3 separate regions of the Mus musculus genome follow, and regions 1 and 3 are each linked to region 2. A link is a contact called in public Hi-C and promoter capture Hi-C data. All regions are on one chromosome and are shown on one strand. The core of a region is the stretch at or near the end of the contact, and the rest is flanking DNA. Distances in the headings are between cores, read along the strand shown. Region 1 has its middle 130 kb from the start of Gm8541. Region 2 has its middle 240 kb from the start of Fign. Region 3 holds the start of Fign (fidgetin).

Evidence for each region. Promoter capture Hi-C pulls out the DNA fragments that hold promoters and counts their contacts. A called contact is a pair of places that touch in the nucleus more often than the background predicts.
Region 1: a contact with region 2 is called in a Hi-C map of cranial neural crest, with 2.8 times the contacts expected there. The contact joins two enhancer-like sites. A contact is called at or near these places in 6 of 484 Hi-C or Micro-C datasets (the N1E-115 cell line, cerebellar granule neurons, cranial neural crest and 1 more) and 1 of 115 datasets of contacts at active chromatin or transcription factors (craniofacial prominence).
Region 3: a contact with region 2 is called in a promoter capture Hi-C map of second pharyngeal arch cranial neural crest, with 2.7 times the contacts expected there. The contact joins the promoter of Fign here to the enhancer-like site in region 2. A contact is called at or near these places in 5 of 39 promoter capture datasets (frontonasal cranial neural crest, liver, maxillary cranial neural crest and 1 more), 7 of 484 Hi-C or Micro-C datasets (the N1E-115 cell line, cerebellar granule neurons, cerebellum and 4 more), 7 of 115 datasets of contacts at active chromatin or transcription factors (craniofacial prominence, embryonic forebrain, embryonic hindbrain and 4 more) and 2 of 9 other capture datasets (adipose tissue and liver).

What each region holds. Positions count from the first base shown.
Region 1 is chr2:63,701,576-63,704,363 of GRCm38.p6, forward strand. No RefSeq gene overlaps it. Among named protein-coding and RNA genes, the nearest start is that of Gm8541, 130 kb to the left of the region's middle. Within about 2 kb of position 1,361, at least 122 of the 459 cell types and tissues checked have an H3K27ac peak or open chromatin away from gene starts, as enhancers often do.
Region 2 is chr2:63,853,344-63,856,197 of GRCm38.p6, forward strand. No RefSeq gene overlaps it. Among named protein-coding and RNA genes, the nearest start is that of Fign, 240 kb to the right of the region's middle. Within about 2 kb of position 1,273, at least 5 of the 459 cell types and tissues checked have an H3K27ac peak or open chromatin away from gene starts, as enhancers often do. A contact at or near this core is called in heart atrium and second pharyngeal arch cranial neural crest, where this site is marked.
Region 3 is chr2:64,096,703-64,099,410 of GRCm38.p6, forward strand. Fign (fidgetin) reads right to left here and starts at 1,336. Exons shown (of 4, transcript NM_001267846.1): 1 at 1,140-1,336; 2 at 193-362.

The DNA.
Region 1 (2,788 bases), core at 111-2,610, 150 kb before region 2:
TATCTAAAATTTCCCGAGCTGAAATGTTCCAATATATTTTCAAAAATCTATGATTGCACAGCAAATAGATAGAAATTTCTTCATAGATAGGAATTACCATAAACTTTGAGAAGAATTTATTAGTCTTAGGGCATAGGATTAGTGAAGAAAAACAGTGAAAAAAAAGTTGTTCGATTTGTTTCTGCCAAAGTCTTTAACAAAAAGAAAAATCTCTAGTTTAGAAAGAAGATTATATTTTCCACATCCAAAATAAAGAAAAGTTTACTATGCATCCAGTCACCTTGATTCCCAAAACCACCACGAGTAAAACACAATGCGGAGATGTGTCTCACATATAACCTTGCCCTTTGTCATTTTCGTAAACGAAAAGCAAATAAACAGCAATTGTCGCCACTCTAAAATGCACGGCCGCGCTCGGTGGCATTTATCCTTCCGCCTTCCCTCATTTATTATTGCGGGTAGACTGTTTGCCACCACCACTGCTGGGGAGGTCTGACACAGGGAGGGGAGGAGGAGTCGATGGACAGCGCCTATTATCTCTTCCCTACTCTCTCTTGCCCTTTTATGGCCTATAACTTCATTCAATCTACAGCTACATTTATGTCCCTTTTACAACAAAAAGGGTCATAATGCTGCCTCTGCTAATAGTGAAATTGTCTAATTTGTGCATCTTCTTTTAAGCCTTGGGACTGGTCTCCATCTCAAGTTATGCCTGGGTTTGTCCCATCAACTTTGAAAATGATGGTCCTGTTTAGGTTCTGCTTCCTGCCAGAACTGCCTGACTTCTGTGCGAGACCCTCAGGCAGACCAAGAGGGAGGAGAAACCTGGAGTGAACCGCGCAGGGACACCCAGAACATATCCAGAGCGCTTAGGGTGTCCCAGGAGATGGCAGGTTTGGATCCAGGGAGCTAGCTGCCGGTCAGCTGACATCCAGAGGGCCCCAGTGCAGGAATCTGAAGAATTTGCTTGCTCAGAAGATGAGAGCTAGAGGGACTCCCCATTCTGACCCCAGCGCGCGCCGGCTGGGGACCAGCAGGGCCTCCCTGCAGCTGCTGCCAGTGCTGTCCCCGCTGCCGCGCTGGAGACTGCAAGGAGTGGGTTGCTGGGCGGGCCTGGCAGCTGCTCTGCCTGGACTGCGGCCCCTGACATCTCTCTCTCTCTCTCTCTCTCTCTCTCTCTCTCTCTCTCTCTCTCTCTCTCTCTCTCTCTCTTTTCTCTGTTTCCCTTTTTTTTCCCTTTTCGCTTTGCCTGGTTGCATGACAACTACAAAGCAGAAAATGGTCCCCACAAACGGAGGAACCTGGAGTACAGTAGTTCGGGCTTCTAACAAAGCCAGACTCGCGGTCCTCCTGTCTCTTCTCCAGCAGCTGAGCTTTTCCCATCTCCTGCCGCTGCTGCGGTGCTTTGTCAGCCTTTCTCTGAGAACTCCCACATATTCTCCTCCTCCTTTCAAACTGTCAAAGATGCTTCACCCCCTCGGCACCCCACCCCCTACAAAAGAAGGGGGAAAACATGCTTTTTTGTTTGGTAAAAGTGAGGTAAAAATCTCGAAGAGAACTTTGTATTTGCAACTGAGATTTTACTACCATTTCTTTATTAGAAAACGAATCTTCAAGTCCAGCATAATAAAATAAAGCTCAAATGGATGAATATGGCAGGTTAGGGAGCAATTAGCTGCTAATTTGGGAGAGCACTTCTTGATTTCCCTGACCAGCCCATTCATGTTCCTTCCCTTCCTAAGATTTTCTTTCCTGTTCAAGGCTAAAAGCTGGCTATGATTCCGCTCATAAAAATATGTCACAGCAATTGGAATTTACCCTTTGACCTTCTACCTGCTCACTGCCACCTCTCCTCTACACACACACACACACACACACACACACACACAGAGAGAGAGAGAGAGAGAGAGAGAGAGAGAGAGAGAGAGAGAGTCAGTAGCCAGCTAGTTCACTTCACAGATGGAAGTGTTGCCAGTGAAAACTGCCTTTTGCAAAAGGTAACTCTTATAAAATTCTTAAACATGAATTATTCGCCATCCTCCATTTAAAAGCTATCTTGCATGTGAAATTTGTGGATCCGTCCAATGATCCTATTTTATATTTTACATGGTAAGCATAAATCCTCAGAGATTCTAGGGATGCAAACATACAGCAACAGTGAAGAGAGCAAGTCCAAAATGTATGGGCAGAGTTTTCTAGTTTTTCTGAGAACCCTCACCTTTCCAAATAGTTTGTCCCTGCCTTTGTGCAGTGAAAGCCCCATTACCAGCCTTGAGGAAAAAAAGGAAAAAAAAAGTGCTAAGTGTTTTGTACAATTTCTTTTTGTGTGCGTGAAGCTCAAAAAGCCAAGAAAATGGGCAAAATACTGAATCAGGCCACCAGGGCCAGTTCAAATGCACACAAAGACATTTTTACTGCATTATTTGAACTATTACTAAATAAAATGCTTTCTTCCGTTGAGTGTGGCAAAATAATAGTCTTCTCAAACGTGAATACTACTTGTTGGGAAAAGTTAGCAATAACTTAATATTTGGTTACAGAGCCATACCCTCTCTGATTAACAGCAATTCTTTGTCCTTACTGTGCATTCTGAAATGGTGGCAAACCTTTTAGTCAGGATTGGAAGCCCTTTTAAGATGTCCAAGCATGTCTTGAATCCAGATATTCAAGGATAAAATGAACAAGCTTAAACATTGTTTTCTTCTGCACACACTGACTAGAAATGAAGAATTGAAACAGTGTCTGGCAATTCATTACCAGATTCCCAAGTCATGACTTAATGCACATG
Region 2 (2,854 bases), core at 23-2,522:
TTACTTCCCCGAAGTGTCCAACAAGAGAACTTTTGTTGAACATTTCTATACGTGCCAAACTACCCCAAAGTAATTGCGGAAATCAGTGAACTGTGGCGCGTGTCATCGTTTCTGAAACACCATGGCCAGTTTGGCGTTCACTGAGCTTCTGTCTGCCTCAGTAAGCCCAGCTCAGATCCCTACAGTAGGGATTGACAGCAGATCTCTAATCACACAAAGCGTATTATTTACATTTTTGATACATTGCACTACATTACGTTCTGTCCTGTCCCATCTCATCACCAGGAGACAGAATGCTGGATAACCTCAGGTGACATGATGACAGGTCTCTCCTGGGAATGCATGTGCACATAGCACAAACCTTTAAAAATCAGAAGGTAGACAGAAGAAAGTACTATAAGTTTGGGTCCTAAAAAGAACTCTGAAGCCTTCCAGTGGTAACATTTACCATATCATTAAAAGCCTTGGTTCTTTGGTGATAACAGCATCATAGGACCCTGCATGGTGAGGCCTAAGCTTATGGAATACATATGTTAGAAGCAGTTTGTAAGCAATTTTAAATGTGCTACTATGGTTAAAGTGGACCACAAAGAGCACATTGTGCTAACACTCAAAGAAACAAATATACTTAAAAATAGACTTCTTAAAATAAATCAAACTCTCACCTCTCTCTCTCCCTCTCTCTCTCTGTCTCTCTCTCTCCCCCCTCTCTCCCCCTCTCTCTCCCTCTCTCTGTCTCTCTCTCGCCCCCCCTCTCTCCCCCCTCTCTACCCCCTCTCTCTCCCTCGCTCTCTCTCCCTCTCTCTCTCCCTCTCTCTCTGTCTCTCTCTCCCCCTCTCTCTCCCCTCTCTCTTCTCTCTCTCTCTCTCTCTCACACACACACAGACACACACAAAGACACACACAGAGAGAGAGAGAGAGAGAGAGAGAGAGAGAGACTATCACATTGTTTCAGAATCCACCATTATCAGCATAGCCTCACCATGGGTTGCCCTCACTGCTGAAATTTAGTTGGCAGAAGGACAGTAATCTGTCCTTGCTCTAGAGACTGGCAGGTGTCACTTTGGGCAGTGTGGGATATGAGTGACAGATATTTTTTTCCACAGAAGAAATGACAATGTGGCAATTCAAGAGTCCCTCTGGGATTTCCCTGGTCACTGGTGGGCAGAGCCAGGGCAGGGCAGACGGCTATGCTAAGGCAGGACCTCTTGTGTCTGCTCCAGGCAGCTGCCAACTCTGAGCATTTTAAATAATATTTCTATTAACAAGAGTGTGCTTCTGCTTTGATGGAAGGATTCAGAAAGCTGCTCTCCAGTCTGTCTGCTGGGCACTAAACTGTTCTAATTGCTTCCCTGTGCTTTATTCAGAAATCTGGTAAATGCTGCTGACTTCAGTGGGAAATTACTCACAGATTGAGCAGCTTTGAGCCTACAGACATTGATGCAAATTAATATAAGCTAGAAGTTTATTTTCCTCTAACTAACATTACTAGAGTGTTATTTTTTATTTTTAAATCTTCCTTCAGAAGGTATGTTCAGACATAATAGAAACTAATAGAAAACTGCAAAGAAGCAAAGAGGGCCAAGAGAAAACCATTTCTATTTTGCATTTGGACATAATTGGGAACTTTTATGTTTTCTTAGCTTTCACCTAATTTTAATATGGCTTATAGAGAAATAAATTACAGAAATGTAAGATAAAAATAGTTGTAAATTTTCCAATATATTTAGGCTATATAGTTTTTAGATTCACCTTCCTATGTGGTATGCTAGAAAGAAATCTTTAAGATATACAACTCTGGATGCAATAAAAGATTATATAAAATGATTAAGAGCAGAAAAATCTGTTACTAATTCACACAGACACACATGCACACACACACACGTATCATTCCATAATTTGTAGATGTGTTTAACATAGAAAGACCAAATATTACTTATCTTGTAAATTGTCATTCAAAATTGTTAGTGAAACTATTTTGTAATACTTTTAATAGTTGTGGGGTTTCAATGAACTAGGATACTTCTTATATCAAATCTGAATTAAACTTAACTTTTAAATATTGCAACAAAAATATTAAAATTTTACTTTGCATTACTAAATCAAGATAACCTTATCCATTTAGCTTGCAGATTTCACTGAAGTTCACTCAAACTAAACTGACATGAACAGGCCGGGTTTTATTTTTAAATTAGAAATCTCTAGTGTGACTGTTTAAAGGGGTGATTATATGCAATGATATACAAGCAATATAAATACTCGGCTTCAGTTACAGGGATACTTATATGCTTTCATTTTCCAATAATTTCCTCCAGACCACTGCCAAAATATTACCTTGCAAAATTAAAACGAAAACCATATGTTGATTAGAGAAAACATGGAAAGCCAAAGCGCATTTCAACATTCACTGAAAGAGTTAACCCGGAAACCTCTTCCACAGAGAAGGAAGGGTATTCACTCAATTTGACTTTGGAATATGTTGCTTCACATCTTTTTCCAAATGGTGTTTCAATTTTTAAATAATTACCTATGTTAAATAAATTGCACCATGCAATATCAATTCGTGCAAGTGGCAGGATTTGAAATTGGTATTTGAGTCTAAATTTAAGATGAGGAATAAGATTTTTTTTTCTGATTAGAATAAAAACTTCTCCATTGAATCTGATAACATAGTGGGGGGGGGGACACATTCACAATTACTTTTTCCCCCTTCTTAGTAATGCAAATAAATTGTTCTCCTTTGGAAATCAAATATTTTCCTAACTGCTGTGTTTCTTTAATTAAACTGTATTCTTTATAGTGATCAGATATAATTAGCAGTAACAAGTATTTAATGAAAACAAACTGCTACTCC
Region 3 (2,708 bases), core at 86-2,585, 240 kb after region 2:
AAGTGAAAGCAAATACAAAAAAAAAAAAAAAAGCACAGTGACAGATTAAAATAAACAGACATAGACATGTTTAAAAAGAATTGGACATCATGAGCATCTGGTTCCCAAGCAGCCTCCAATGGTTTTTATCATGCTATTTAATTTGTCTTCCCTATTTAAATGCAAAGGAAGTAAATTCCAAAACTGACATACCATAAACACTGGTGCTACTGATCATTTCTTGCTGGTAGCACAAAAAGCTGAATTGGATTTCTCACAAGCAGGAATTCCAAAGGTTGCTTTTCATTAAAGCCACTTTTCCTCTCAGCTATCAAATGTCACTGCCTTGAAACGTGGGCCCTTTCGTCAGGTATTCATTTAACCTACATGCATATAATTAAGGGGGAAAGCAACATCAACAAAAAGGGGATCTCAGATCACAGGAGAAGAAAGAAAGGAAAAAAAGCACATGACCGGGAATACAAGTCCATGTCAATTTCACTCACTCCCATTGAAACTAACAAGAGCTCCGGGGAGGACGGTAATAGGATCAGTGGATTGTATATACCATTAAATTATACATCTTTCTCTCCCGTTCCTTGCCAACAATACGCCCACCACGCTGTACCCCCTCCCGCATGATGTGCTTACAGTTTTCTGCAACCGATCCTCTGACATTTTTCTCGATCCCCCAGCCACGAGATTGTAATTTAACCTCAACTTTTTGTGTGTGTGCAAGATTCTTATTTACACTTCTTATTTACTTAGAAGTTAGTTCCCGAAGAAAGTCTAGCCCCACCCTATGGCTCCGCTTTCTTATTTTATTTTTTTTATTTTTTGAGGTAAAAAGATAGTAGTGAGTAAGCCCAATATCGCGAAAAGCGAGATTCTTGCAGTCACGAACTCTTAATCCCATACTATTGTTATAACGATTAAGCTGCAGAAATATGCATCATAATGTTTCAGGGCTACTTTGTACAGAGAAATTAGACAGCAGGTTGGCGTACAAAATAGAAACGAATGCAAATTAAATTTACTGTTTACGGCACAACTCTGAGACCTCTTCTCACTACAGGTCTTGGATCTATCTATATTCTTTAAAAATAAAACAAAAACAAAAAATTTAAACAGATGGTAAAAAACTACGAAGCTCTCCTTACCTGGACGCGCAGAGCGAGCTCCCGATAGGTTAGCGTAGCATCGATCCGATGTGTTTGCTGATGAATGGAAGCTAGGGTTAAGTGAAGGTGCCTATGATTTGAAATCATTCCAAGTTTTTGAAGGGAAGACGGACTGCAGCCTCTGCCATGTTGGAATTTCAAACCCAAAACAGCTGCTTGGAAGGAGCCAGCATGCCAGAGGCTGAGCGCAGGCGCAGAGCGCCGCCGAGCCAAATTCAAATCACTTTCACACTAAGAGCCAAAGATCAGTTTTCAAAGGAGAGAGGGAGAAAGAGACGCAGGCGGCCGCGCGGCCGGGCGTCGGGAGGCAGTGGCGAGAGGCGGGCGTTGGAGCGCGGCGGGCCGGGAGCCCCGGGAGGGAGCGGCGGCGCGGGCCGGGACTGCAGGGGGAGCGGAGGCGGGAGGCGGCGAGCGGCGCCCGGCCGCGGGCGGACAGGGAGGGCGCAATGGCCGGCCGCCGGGTCATGTTACACGGCCCGGGCCTCGGCGGCCGCCCAGCCTCACAGCTGCGCTCCCGCGGCCCGGAGGGGGCCCCGAGGTCATGCCGGCGCGCGGGGACGCGGAGCCCGGCCCAGCCCGCGCGCGGGGAGCGACGCCCCCGGGGGAAGCGAGCCCCGCTGTCCACGCGCGATCGCGCGTCCCTGAGGGCCCCTCCCCGGTCCTCCGGTCACCACCGTAGCCTGGCCAGCCCTCCCTGCTGCTGCGCGCACGGGACGGGGACCGGGACGTGGAGCCGGGACGTCCCCTATCCCCGAGGCTCCCCGCACCAGTCCGAAAATGACTTTATCTGCTAGGGAGAGGCAAGTTGGGGAGGCAGATCAGCTTGAACCCACTTCACCGCCTCCACCTCCCCGGGAATAAATAAAAACCCTAAGTATCTAGGTGTGCGGTCCCCTCTCAAGCTCCCCCGGCTCCCCTCCCTACCTCCCCCAGGCGGCTCGGGCAGGGGAGAGCAGCGCCCGGGGGCCCACGGTGAGGGCTGTTGGTGCGCAGGCAGAGACCTGGGGCTTCAGCTTTCCCAGCCCCCCGCTATGGAGCAATCTGGGGACCCAGGAGAAGGAAGAGAGTCGGGGCTTTGTGGTGCTGGGAGCTGAGGAAGAATGAAATGTGCAGTTGAGTGTGTGGCTCGCATCCCAGGGAGCAGTGCCGTGCTGATTGTCTGTGGCTGAGATAGCCTTTTGTTCGCAACATAAGGTTTAAGAAACACACACACGTTTTCTGGGGTCTCTTGTTAGATGTAAATGTGCTGCATCCAGACGCTTACTATGCAGTGTAAGCTCAGTTGGTTTACTAATCACCCCGCCCCACCCCCAAACAATCAGGATCATTTGAATGGGAACCTCATTCAGACTTCTGGGCTGAGAGGATTGCCTTCAACCTATTTCATCCTAGACTAGCCAACCATCCAACTGAGATAATAAAGCAAACAATAACATTTGATCATGATGTCTACGAGATAATGTGCCCGGCAAAGTTCTTAAGGAATTGTAATGAGAGAAAGAGAGAGTTGGGCAATAATTTCTCTTCATTTTCATTAAATATGACTTT